Regions from separate parts of the Ovis aries genome. Here region 2 is linked to region 1. Evidence: chromatin contacts called from public Hi-C data. All regions are on one chromosome and are shown on one strand. Each heading gives the region's core, a stretch centred on a gene start, on an enhancer-like site or on the middle of the called end of the contact. The rest is flanking DNA. Distances are from core to core; before and after follow the strand shown.

What was found. A called contact is a pair of places that touch in the nucleus more often than the background predicts.
Region 2: a Hi-C map of liver shows a contact between it and region 1, with 4 times the contacts expected there. The contact joins the promoter of EXT1 here to the enhancer-like site in region 1. A contact is called at or near these places in 3 of 16 Hi-C or Micro-C datasets (liver, skin fibroblasts and tail adipose tissue).

What each region holds. Positions count from the first base shown.
Region 1 is chr9:58,909,334-58,915,831 of ARS-UI_Ramb_v3.0, reverse strand. All of the region lies in intron 3 of SAMD12 (sterile alpha motif domain containing 12), which reads right to left. Among named protein-coding and RNA genes, the nearest start is that of TRNAG-CCC, 54 kb to the left of the region's middle. Within about 2 kb of position 2,756, at least 4 of the 54 cell types and tissues checked have an H3K27ac peak or open chromatin away from gene starts, as enhancers often do. A contact at or near this core is called in liver, where this site is marked.
Region 2 is chr9:59,230,087-59,236,584 of ARS-UI_Ramb_v3.0, reverse strand. It overlaps EXT1 (exostosin glycosyltransferase 1), which reads right to left and starts at 2,411. Exons shown (of 11, transcript XM_004011769.5): 1 at 666-2,411. The coding sequence starts at 1,627.

The DNA.
Region 1 (6,498 bases), core at 1,507-4,006:
TTTGCAATATGCATTGTCCATCTAAGTCCCAGTAAGATGGCATTAAATACTGGGTGTAGGGAAAGACACAGAGAAAATGTGGTATGAAGTGTTGAGCTTCATAATCTTATTATTGTTAACTGTGTTACCTATTCTTATTAACCATAATTGTCAGAAGTTAATCAGATCCAGTAAAGAATTTAGGCCAAGAGGCATTAAATGTTTTATTCAGGGCATGTTACTCAAATTCTGGCAAAGAGTAATCAATGACACTAGGCTTTTACTTCAGTCTATCTTTAACATGCCCCAGGGAATCAGCTGGAATCAAGGAAATCTTTAAACTTGGGCAGAATCAAATGACAAAGACATGGTTTCATCTAAAATAACATTTAGGCTGTTGAACTGAATGTTGCAGCTGCCAAAATTCCAGATCGAAAGAATTGTCCTATGTGAGAAAAACTGAACCATTTTGTGGTTTACAGTTTCATTCATTTTGGGTTGGTTAGCCTGACTAGTACCACCTGGGAAAACTAACACAATGGAATCAGGGAATAATCCTTCAACCTCATCTAACCCCATTAACTTTTCACATTTTTTCCCCCTCAAAATCTGTTTTTCATCCCATCTTTTTCATCCCTCAAGCCCAGCTCACATCTATAGTTACTTGAAGAGTAAAAACCTGTGTATTAGCCTACCAAGCTCCTCTGTCCATGGAATTCTCCAGGCAAGAATAGTGGAATGGATTGCCATGTCCTTTTCCAGAGGATTACATAGTACACAAATATAATTTTGATGATTCCATTAACTTCATGCATTTTGAGTTTTCAAAGTCTTCTGGATTATCAAAGGTGTTTTCCTTAGACCAATCTCAGAAATGAACTGCAGCAGATAAGTTTCTAAATGTCATCTTTCTAGGGATTTTCCCTAAATGAAGCTAAAGGAATTAGGTTAATAGGAGATGTTGTGAATATAGGTGTTTGCATGGAAGAAGATCCAGTACTCCAGAAAACCACAGATACTAAATTCTTTCTCTAAAGGGGCCCAGCTTTCTTCCCACTACGGGCTTGTGTCTCCATTCTGCTAGTGCTGGCCATCTAGTAACTGCTCAGCAAATGTTTATTGAGCAAATTAATGAGCACTAATTTAAAGATAATTAAACAATTATCAGGTAATGAATGATTTGTAAATTAGCAATTTGTAATAAATTACAAATTATTTTGTTAATCAGTGAATAATTAAACTTCAATAGAGAGAACAATAAAATATTCAGGAAGTAAATAAACTGCTAGAATAAAAAAGGAAGATTCCTCTAACAATTAAAGGTCCAAACTAAAGAATATTTGCAACAGAAAATAAATATTATTTTCAAACACTGTTAAGATATAAATGAGCCCTGAAACAAAATTAGATAAATTAGTGAGTAGTGCAATTCACCATGCCATTTTGCATAATAACCTGTTATTAATGAAGATTTCTTAAATATTCAACTGCTAAACACCCGATTTAGAATCTTATGGTTAACACACACTTGAGAGGTTTTCTGTTTAAACTCCACTGTTTTGCAGATGAAGAATTGGAGCCCCATTTCAGTGTATGACCGACCTGAGTTTACTTGGCTAGCACATAGCTGTCTTTCTTTTGGGTCAGTTTTCTCTTCTATCTCTTCTGCCTGCCATTAACTCAATCTTTATTTCTTCACTGCCTACCATGTGCCATTTTGATGGACGGGGTCAGTCTTGTGAATTAAGAGGTAGTGGCTTCCCAATAAATGAGAGTATAATTGTAATTGTTATCCTTTTAAACTATGACGTCTCAAAGATAGGAGCTATAGCATCCATTATCTTCTGAACAGAACCTGGTTTTTCCCTTAGTGGTTCATACAATAATCATTTCTATTGATACTGCTTCCAAGCAGAGAGTAGAATTCATTTCCCAGTCTTCCTTTTTTAATGTACTAAGAAAATCTAACTGAAATGTGCATAGCCAGAGGTGATAAAGAGGGAAAGACACAGACTACAAAAACTTGCAAAAGCAAGCCAGCTAATTTCTTAAATAAAAAGCAGAAAAAAATGACAAGTAGAGTTTTCCAATCAGGAAGCAGGTTTTGCCAATGTGTGATCAGTAGAACATACATTTTTTCCCCATAGTTTCAAGTCCATCTGTCCCTGACATTTTACTAATTATCTCAGAATAGTTTCAGTGTAATTTCCCTTTCTCTACTAGTTCTAGTTAAAGGTAACAATATCTTTTGGTGAATAATACCTTTGGTATTAAAAGATCTTTAACAGCTATGCTTGGGCTACACAGATTAGAGCTCTCGATCTGCTAATAGTTTGCATGCTCTATAGCATATAATAGCATAGAATGTTCTATAATAGCCAAATATGACCCTACACAGGATTTACTTAACAAGGGCAAAATGAGGGGATTAGAAGGCAATGGCACCCCACTCCAGTACTCTTGCCTGGAAAATCCCATGGACGGCGGAGCCTGATAGGCTGCAGTCCCTGGGGTTGCTGAGAGTTGGACACGACTCAGTGACTTCACTTTCACTTTTCACTTTCATGCATTGGAGAAGGAAATGGCAACCCACTCCAGTGCTCTTGCCTGGAGAATCCCAGGGACGGCGGAGCCTGGTGGGCTGCCGTCTATGGGGTCGCACAGAGTAGGACACGACTGAAGCGACTTAGCAGCAGCAGCAGCAGGAAGGTGAAATTAACTTGGACTGGAGCAAAAAAATGTAGTCTTTGGTGTCAGAGTTGAGCACTGCCATCTACTGGCTATGTGGTCTGGGTCATTTTTCTTTTCTTAGTTTTATATTCCTCGTCTGAAAAGAGATTCCCATTAATACTGTATCAACAGGGTTCTGAGGTTAGATGATATGTATGAAATATCCCTTTATAAATTGTAAGTGTGATATGAATAACAGTGGGAAATTTCTTATGAGTAACAAAATCTACACTATTTTGGGGACATCCTCAGAATAGTTAGCTGAACACATTTAAGTCCCAGCTTAGAGAAACAAATAGCCTGCCCTTTATATTCTACTGGGCACTTTCTGTCTGTATCCACCCAGCTGTAACTGCATTCTTTCCTCTGTACTCTACGTTTGTTGAGACTAATCTTTTACCTAAACTTAGTAGGGGGCCTCCCTGGTGGCTCAGAAGGTCAAGAATCTGCCTGCAATGCAGGAGACCCAGGATTGATCCATGGGTTGGGAAGACTCCCTGGAGAAGGGAAAGGCTACCCCCTCCAGTATTCTTGCCTGGAGAATTTCACGGACAGAGGAGCCTGGTGGACTACAGTCCATGGGATCACAAAGAGTTAGACACGACGGAGTGACTAACACTTTTACTTTAAACTTAGTGGGGGCATATTTTGCAAAACCAGAAGTACCTACATCTTGTCCTCCTTTTTCTCTGTGCTCATCTGATCTTCACTGTGAATTTACCACCCTATGGCAGGTTGGAGTTAAGATCCTTCCAAAATGACACCAGCTGTCTCTTCTAGAAATGCTCAGCATCCCCTGAAAGATTTATAAAGGCGGTCACGGTGGCAACATGCAACCTTCTGAAACTCTCATGGTGTATATTTTCCCTGGGAGGAACTGTAATGCCCTCCTGCCTCGTGTTACCTTCTGGGAACCAACCACTGGGGGAAGGACACTGAAAATTTAATGAATTTAAGAAAAGCTGTAAGCTACCCCTTTGGAGCAGCCCTGAGGAAGAAGGAAACTGACAGAAAGAAAAACATTCAAAGAAATTACGCTGTCCTCAAGGGTGATTTCTATAGAGGACAATAACAGCAATTTGGAGATGGAGTATTTTTCTGCTTCCTGTTTACCTCTGGAGCTGATTTCACTTACTGTGCTGGCAACAACCAGGGCTATGATGAAGGAATCTGATTGACTGGATCAGAGGTACCAATGCTAGTGAAAGAAAATGTGACTCCCAACTGCACAACCGAGAGCTACTGACATGGAGATTAACGGCCTTGGGAATGTAGTGTTTTGCAGGCACCTCTGTGAATGTTGGCTGAGCAGGTAAAGAATCTGCCTGCAATGCAGGAGGCACAAGTTCAATCCCTGGGTCTGGAAGATCCCCTGGAGGAGGAAATGGCAGTATTCACTCCAGTATTCTTGCCTGAAAAATCCCATGGACAGAGGAGCCTAGCGGGCTACCATCCATGGGGTCACAGAGTTGGACATGACGGAGCGACAGAGTCAACATCAAGTCATCATCAACTTCTGTGTGAGTATGAGAAAGGAGAATTCAGAATACAACTAAGAATATACGTCAGGCAGAGAGAGAGAAGGGAGGATGAGGTGCTGAAGGAGAAGTGTATGAGAACAATTTATCTGGAAAGTGGAGACACGCACAACATCCAGAGAATGACCACTAACAGCCGAAGAAAATATTCTGCATTCAACAGCTGACATAGAACTGCACTTGCTATATATTTTTAAGTGGAAAACAGAAAATTATTCCACTCTCTAAGGTATAAGGCCATTTCTTATAAATGTGTATGCAGAAACAACAATCTGAAAGGATACACATCAAAATGTACCAGTGATTATTTCTGGATGTTGGAATTAAAGCAGTATTTCACTGAGTTGGTCAAAAAATTGGCTCCGGTTTTTCCATACGATGTTATGGAAGAACTCTAATGAACATTTTGGTGAATCTAATATATACTTTCCTTTTTGTGTACACATTTTTTAAGTTTTCTATATTGTATATACACAAAAAGGAAAAAGGTAATACATGTTTTTTTAAAACTATGACTTCTACATTTCTTTTATAACCATCACTAAGAAAACATATTTGAGCAGAGGAAGGAAGAGGTTAGAATAGGGGTCTGCTGGTTACAGCCTATGTAAATAAAGTTTTATTGGAACACAGTCACCTCATTCATTTACATGCTGCACAGACAGAGTTCAGTACTTGTGAGAAGACCATATAGCCTGAAAAACCAAATGGCCCTACCTGGCCCTTCACAAAAAAAGTTTTCTGACTCCTGGGTCCAAAGAGTTCTTTCCTTGATATTGTATTATCCATTGCATCCTATTAGTAGGTGAGCTTGAGAGAGTTGGAACCTCCCTGTCCATTTTGCCCATATATAAAGAGAAGGATAACTCTCTTTATAATCATTAATGCATAAAAAGTATTTAACACTGTCCCCTGCGTATTAGAATATTCTCAAAAGCATTACCTATTATTGACTACTTCCTTTATAGCAGATACATCATTCCATTATTATGAGAAACCTAATACAATTGCCAATTTTGTTGGTCAAAACTGCTCCATATTGGCAATTCCAGTCACCCACTTTCTCATTTCTTTTAATTATAATCTCTGATATAGTATCAATGTCATTAAGGTAGTATGGGGTTTGCTAATTTGCCATAAAGGGCTGGGATTCAATCTGGCACTATTGCACCCAAGTCCAGACACGCAGATGACAGAATCCAAAACACTCTATTTGTATTATGCCTTGTTATTTGGGCAACACAGGCAAACCAGCACTAAACATCGCTATGGTGTGACAGATTCTGCATTCCTGCCCTGCTGCCCTAAACAGAAGCTTTTCAGACAAAGGACATTCTTTCCACCCTACAAGATAACACCTGTCTCTTGCATTTCAGTGGGCCCAGCAAGCTTCCACGACATGGTGACAACCAGTCTTGGCACTGAGCAGAAAGCCAGACACAGCCTGCCAAAATATCCTTGGGAAGACCTGTCTGAAGGAAATATGGAACTCCGAATTCTGCAAAATGTTGAGAGTCTGTCATTCAAGTACACTTAAAGATGGCATTTGGGGGCTTGGTACACATTTTGAATAGGAGTTCTTTAAAAAAGTAAAGTGGGGCTTCTCTAAGAATGAGATGGGAAGAGAGACTTGATTATCCATGGAATGTAATTATAAGACATTGCAGATAGGAAAGGATAGGATAAGCTTCATGAAAAGGAGGCAAATCAGGAAACTGAAGGACTAATCAAAGTATTCTTATCAACAGAAATGAAGAACAGCTTTAAGTTCAGGGCTCAGCCTATCAAAGGAAGAATAAACTCAATTTAATCCAATCAACACTTATTAAATTCCTATTTTATGTCAGGCACTGGGTTAACACAGCTAGAGATGGTAAGATAAATCAGATGTTCTTTCTACCCTAGGGGAGTTTCTGGGCTGATGGAAAGGAGATAAACATGTAACCAAATGATAAGTCTTATAATATTAACAGTAATAGCTGCCATTCGCTGTTTAAAAAAAAGAAGTAAAGAAAATACAGGATGGAAAAATTAATTCTGCTTGGTCCAGGGAAGGAAGGGAAGAGAGGAAAAATCTGAATTAGGTCTTGAAAATTACTAAAAGCTCACTAGATAAATATATTGCAACAAGAATTAGTGTGGTCTACCGCAGTTGTAGAATCGGTGGACACAAGGAATGACTCAAATGAAATCGAGGAATATTTATGCCAAGCTTAAGAGTTTGGATATTATCCAGTAGCTTTTGTTTATA
Region 2 (6,498 bases), core at 1,162-3,661, 320 kb before region 1:
GCATGCATGCGTGCGTGCAAGATCACAGGCCCTAACCAGCTTACAGTCTCCCTTCATAAAAGTCAATGCCATCTGGGAGTAGGGAAGAGACAGGCACAGAAAGTTTAGGAGCTAAAATTAGAGCACTTTCACTACTAACACACATTTAGGGTTTACGGAAAGATGACAATTGGAGGGTGGGAGAATCCCAGGGAAAGCAGCTTCCCCTCCCTCCTCCTGAGAACAGCAAATAAAGCATCAATCTTGGGTGGAAGGTCCCTAGATTGGGTGGATTCAGAGCCTCTGGGGTCCCTATAACCTCTCACAAACCCTCTCCTGGCTCCGCCGTTGAAGCGCAGGTTCCAAACTTGGATCAAACCCACACCTTTCATAGAAGACACATCACCCTGAAGGTTTTCCAAGCAAGAGGGAGTCACTGTCACCTACTTGGCCCAAGAAAGTGCTCCAGGCTTTTCTGTTTGCCCGAGGAGCTCCAACTCTGGGTCTTCAGCTCCAAGCCACACACCAGAGAACCAGGCTGCTCGGTCCCAGGCTTGGAGCAAGAGGAAGAGGACCGGAGGGGCTCCCCTGTCCCACCCCCATTCCCCAAGCTCACACCTGGACCCAGGTGGGCAGGACCCAGGTGGGCAGGGCCCGGGGCTAACCCTCTGAGGCCCGTCACTTACTTCTCGTACTCGGTGTTGTCCCGGTCACAGCGAGAATCCTTGTGCTTCTGCCAGTCTTTGCCATGCTTGCAGGTGGTGAGCAGCACTACGTCCTCCCCGTTATGGACGTGATATAAGGCATTCCTGGTGTCTGACCCTATCCCTGTCAGGTACCTCTTCCCCTTGAAGACCAGCATGTACTTCCTGAGAGGAGGGATAGTGTTAAACTTCAAAAACCCCCTCTCCCCTCCTGTCCTGGGATGATCCTTAGAAAAGAGGGGAATAGAAACATCAAAGTTGGGTCGGAAGTTTTCAGTACTGATGCTGGCCTTAGCCAGCATCGCCTGGCCGATGTCAAACCCCACGTCCTCGGTGTAGTCAGGCCAAGTGCCGGAATATAAATTAAAAATTAAATGATTCCTACCGTTGTTCCACAAGTGGAGACTCTGCACTTTGGATCTCAAATTGTGCACATACTGAGGTGACAACTGGTCTCGGTCTAAAGTGTCCAGACTCAGGACAAAGAGGCACGCCTGGCTGGGGTCCGAGGTATAGAACCTGGAGCCCTCGATGGCCGCTAGAATGTTTTGGTAACTTTCAGCGATTTTCTCCCCTTTTTGCTGTGGGTAGACGTAGACTTTGAAGCCGTTTTTCTTGCAAAGGGTGAAATCGAAGCAGGACTCCATGCGGCACTTCTTGCCTTTGTAGATGCTCGAGTTGGCCTCTCGCTTCTGCCGGGGCGAAACGTGCACACTGGAATCCTCGTTTTCCAATTGATCCCAGGGAACGAAGGGGCGCAGAGCGTCCGGGAAGCGGGGCCAGAAATGATCCGGACTCGGGTGGTGCAAGCCATTCCGACCGCTGTGCTCTTCTCTCCGGCTGTGGCTTCTCGATGCCCTAAACTGCAAGCCTCCGAAATAAAACAAAAGGGCGAGACAAGAGCCAGCTGAGAGCAGGATGAAATAGCGTTTTTTGGCCTGCATGTGTCCTGCCTGGGTCAAGAGGATTGTAAATAAACACAAGAATCACCCAAGTTTCCCAATCAACACTTTCAGCTCCAGTCCGCCATCTTCCCGCCCGTAAAGACTTCAAACTCTCCGCTCCCACCTTCTCTGGATGCCTTTCCCCAAGCCGTGGACTGATCCAGCGCATGTGGGCGATTTCTTTAACTTTCTCCCCTTCGGTCTTTCATCTTTGGGTTGCACAATGGACGGGAGAGAGCGGGGCGGAATATCTCGCACCAGGGCGGGCGAGCAGCGGACTGTAATTCTCTTGCATGCAACAAGACCGAGGAAAGAAAGAGAGGGGGGGAGGAAAAAAAGCTCCCAATGCCCAATCAATGGCAAGACGAAGTGATTTCCTTGCCTCTCGGATTCCTCTCGGCAGCGTGGAAAACGAGCCCCTGGAAAGCAACTTCAACTCATCCAGGCTCCCGTGCAGAACACTCCAGTTCCAACAAGTCAGCCGATCCCCGGGTTCAGCCGGCTAGTGCATCTTGCAGCTGGGGCGCCGTAACCTCACAAATCCCTGCATCTCTCTTTATTCCCTTCTGCAGCAGCTCCAAGACTCCGGCAGTGTTTACTCCTGCGCTCGCCGGGCCGGCCCCCGGGACGCGCGACGGCCCGGCTGGAGAAGGCTGGAGGCTGCGGCGGCGGCGCTGGGTGACGGCGGCGGCGCGTCCTCCCCGCGGGCAGTGCCGGCCCCGAGCGGCGCTTCCAAGGCCCCCGCGCGATCGCTGCCGACCGCCGCGTTCGGTCGCCGAATGTTACCCGGTTCTGAATGTTACACTTACACATTCCATTCCCGACACGACAGCGCTGACCTCATCCATCCACGCAGCCCGCGCTGCCATTGGCCGAGCGTCACGTCCGGGGGGGGCGGTGCTTCCGCTGCGCCCATTCATAACCCCCGGCCACCGGCAGAGGCGCCGGCGCGGCGCTGGGGGTGCGGGCGGCGCGGGGACCCCGGGGCGCCTCGGCCAGGCCCCCGCGGCCGGAGCGCGGGGCTGCCCCGAGAGAGTCCGCGGTCCTTCGGCGCGCCGGGATCCGGACCCCGGCCTGGGCCTCACCACCTTGCAGCCGCCGCGCCGGGAAACCAGCGCCTCCCAGAGGCGCCTGCGGGCGCACGGAGGCTGGGGAACCGGGGACCGGCGGGCGCTTCCCCGGCCCGCTGCTCCGGCTGCCCCGGTCGTCCTCGAGAATTCCTACGCCTCGGCTGCTTGCCGGGAACGCCTCCCTGAGCGGGCGGCGAGAAGTGTTCGGGTTCCTGGAGAAGGATGCTAGAAAAGTGGAGCAGTGGGGCGAGCCTTTGGGCTGCAGAAGGAAAAAAAAAAAGACTTCATAGAAAGCGACCGCTGATCAGAAGGATGCCTCTCTCTGCCCACCTTCCACCCTCTGAGGGCCCCAAATTTTCCTTCCTACAAAGCATTTAAACAGGTCCCTTATCCCCTAAATGTGTGCTGTGTCGCTTCAGTCGTGTCCGACTCTTTGCCACCCCCATGGACTGTAACCCGCCGGGCTCCTCTGTATGGGATTCTCCAGGCAAGAATACTGGAGCAGGTTGCCATGCCTTCCTCCAGGGGATCTTCGCAACCCAGGAATCGAACCCATTATCTCCGGCGTCTCCTGCATTGCCCATCTCTTTTTTCTTACCCCCAAGGAACCACCCCAATCCCCGATAATGAAAAGGAAATACTACAACCGAAAGGAATCGTTTCAATTCTTCATGTCTGGCTGTGCACTAAGAGAAGACACCTATCCCAAATCCTCAGTAACTTTCCACGCATCCTTTCCTAGCTTCCCAAAGCCCTTTGTCTATTCTGTAGAAAGCTTCCAAGAGATCCAATCACACCGTGGAAAAAAGAAGGATCTTCTAATAGCCGAGAATAACCCGGTTGATTTAAGCTCCTCCCAGTACCGAAAGTGATGTTACTCTCTTTTGCGGGGGAGGGGGAATGGTTTTTAAGGAGCTGTCTCTGAGGGATAGATGGCTGGTAGAATGGCCAGCTGCAGATGAGACACTTGAGGCAGGAGATGACCTTTTTCACCATTAGTACAAGCTTCCTTCAGCTAGTCCTTCCTTCCTTCCCCTAGCCATAAGCCCCTACCCTCAGGGACACATCACTGGACAAATCAGATAAAGATCCAGAGTCTCTCTAAAGATCCTCCAAGACTGCAAAGATGTGCTTCCAAACAGTGCTTCTGGTCAAAGCCAAGTCCTTGGCCTTACACCTAAATTCTGCTTTACTGGGAGCACCTCCCACCCTCTTCCCCAACCTAAGTCACAGGGGCCTGGCCAAAAGGGACAAACAGTTGCCTAGGGCAGCAAGCTGTTTAGTGATTGTTTATTATGGGAGGGACTGAGAGCTAGGGACAGACACATCCCAGCTTCCCCCAAGGCTGCAAAAAAAAAAAAAACAAAAAACCTCCAGCGGGTGTGGACAAAGGGCATGGTTATAATGAGGCAGGGTGAAATGATCAAGTGGAAAATTTTAGACATTTGTTGTTTCAGATTGGTTTTTAATAAAGGGGTGAAGGGGCCTTGGTAGGATGTTGCTGTACCTTTCTGAAGTCTTGCCCTATCTCTGGCCTGCCAAAGATGAGATAGCTTTTCCAGATTTGACGTGCACCCCCTGCACAATCAGACAGGCCTGGGAGAGAAATGAGGCTTCAGTCATCTTCCAGATGCAATGACAGTGATGCAGATAAATGCAGTGATTGAAACCACATGTGACCAGGGGCCCGCCCCAGCCCGGGTTGCTGAGAGCATCCATGCAAGGCAAGGGCCCTTCTGTTGAGATTAGGCTGGAGATTTTCTCAGCCCAGTGGAATTGAGGCTTTGGGGACTGCAGCTCCTCTACATCCTGATAGTCATCCTGTGTGACCTTAGTGGGAGCAAGTTACAGCCCTTGCTCTTTTGCGTCTCTTTCTGCTTTGACACATTTTTCCCATCTTGCCTAACCGTTGTGGATTCCTTCATCCCACGCTCCAGGGTTACCCAGGCCTACTGTCACATTCCATAGTGGTGTACACTGTGAGAAAACTCTGGTTCAGGAAATGAGAGAAAATTTGGATTCAGACCCCCAGATCTGTCATTTACGAGTGCCTCAGGCATGTGGTTTAATCTCACGGAATATCAGCTTCTCGCTTAAAAAGTCAGAATAATAATATTTTTTATGAAACTGGATACCATAAATTGCTCTACATGTGCAACACTTTTTGCTCAAGTTCCTCATTTCAAAAGCCAACTGGAATCTAAAGTAGCCCTCTATGATGGCATCATCATTGCATCCATCTCCTTTGGTTTTATTTTCTCCCCAGCCCTTCTCAATAGCTGAAATCCTTTGTTTGTGTGTTTGTTGTCTGTATTTCTTCACTGTAAGAGGAGCTTCCTGAGTGCAGGAACCCTGTGTTACTCATTCCTCAATCCCCAAGGCTGCCATAGGTAGCTCTGGTATTCTGGCGGAGCCCAGTCACTGATCTGAATGATGAATCAATCACTAAAGTTCAACTTCACCTCAGGATTTGAACATGCTTGAAGAGAAAGGTGTCCCTCGTGGTCTCTCAAAGCAGGTCTGAGTCTCCTGTCTGAGATGGAAATATTACAAACTAGGAATATCTTCAGTTCAGTTCAGTTTAGTCGCTCAGTCGTGTCCGACTCTTTGTGACCGCATGAATCGCAGCACGCCAGGCTTCCCTGTCCATCACCAACTCCCAGAGTTTACTCAGACTCACGTACATCGAGTTGGTGATGCCATCCAGCCATCTCATCCTCTTTCGTCCCCTAATCCTCCTGCCTCAATCCCTCCCTGCATCAGGGTCTTTTCCGAAGAGTCAACTCTTTGCATGAGGTGGCCAAAATATTGGAGTTTCAACTTTAGCATCAGTCCTTCCAATGAACACCCAGGACCAATCTCCTTTAGGATGGATTGGTTGGATCTCCTTGCAGTCCAAGGGACTCTCAAGAATCTTCTACAACACCACAGTTCAAAAGCATCAGTTCTTCAGTGCTCAGCTTTCTTCACAGTCCAACTCTCACATCCATACATGACCACTGGAAAAACCATAGCCTTGACTAGACGGACCTTTGTTGGCAAAGTAATGTCTCTGCTTTTGAATATGCTGTCTAGGTTGGTCATAACTTTCCTTCCAAGGAGTAAGCGTCTTTTAATTTCATGGCTGCAATCACCACCTGCAGTGATTTTGGAGCCCAAAAAATAAAGTCTGACACTGTTTCTACTGTTTCCCCATCTATTTCCCATGAAGTGATGGGACCAGATGCCATGACCTAATCAGTCCATCAAACATCTTTAACAGTGTATGTCAGATCATGTCATTCCTCTGGTCAGAGCCCTCAAGGAAACCCTACCTCAGAATCCCAGCCAAAGCCCTCACAAGCCCCTATAAGGTCCTGGAGGATCTTCCCTAACTGTCCCCATGCCTCCTCACCAGACCTGTCTTCACCTTATTTTCTGCCAATAACTCTCTCCCTCCATCCCAGTCTACTCACTCTTCTCCAGCTGGGCTGGTTTCCTTGTGGTTTCTCATACATGCCAAACATCTCCCTATCTTAGGACCTTCGCACATGTTCATCTCAGCTAGTCTGTCCCCGGTATCCATGGTACATCCTTCCTCCCTTATAAGTCTCTTCTCAAGGCCACCTTACAAATGAGCCACCTTTGACCTGTCTGAACAACACAGCAACTCCTCCCACCCAGATTTCCTATCCCTTCAACTGCTTTAATTTTTATCCTTAACACTAATTGACATCATGTACTATTAATATATATGGTCTTGTCAATTTATCATTTATCTGTTGCATATAGAATGTGAGCTCTGTGAGGCTCTTTTAGTTC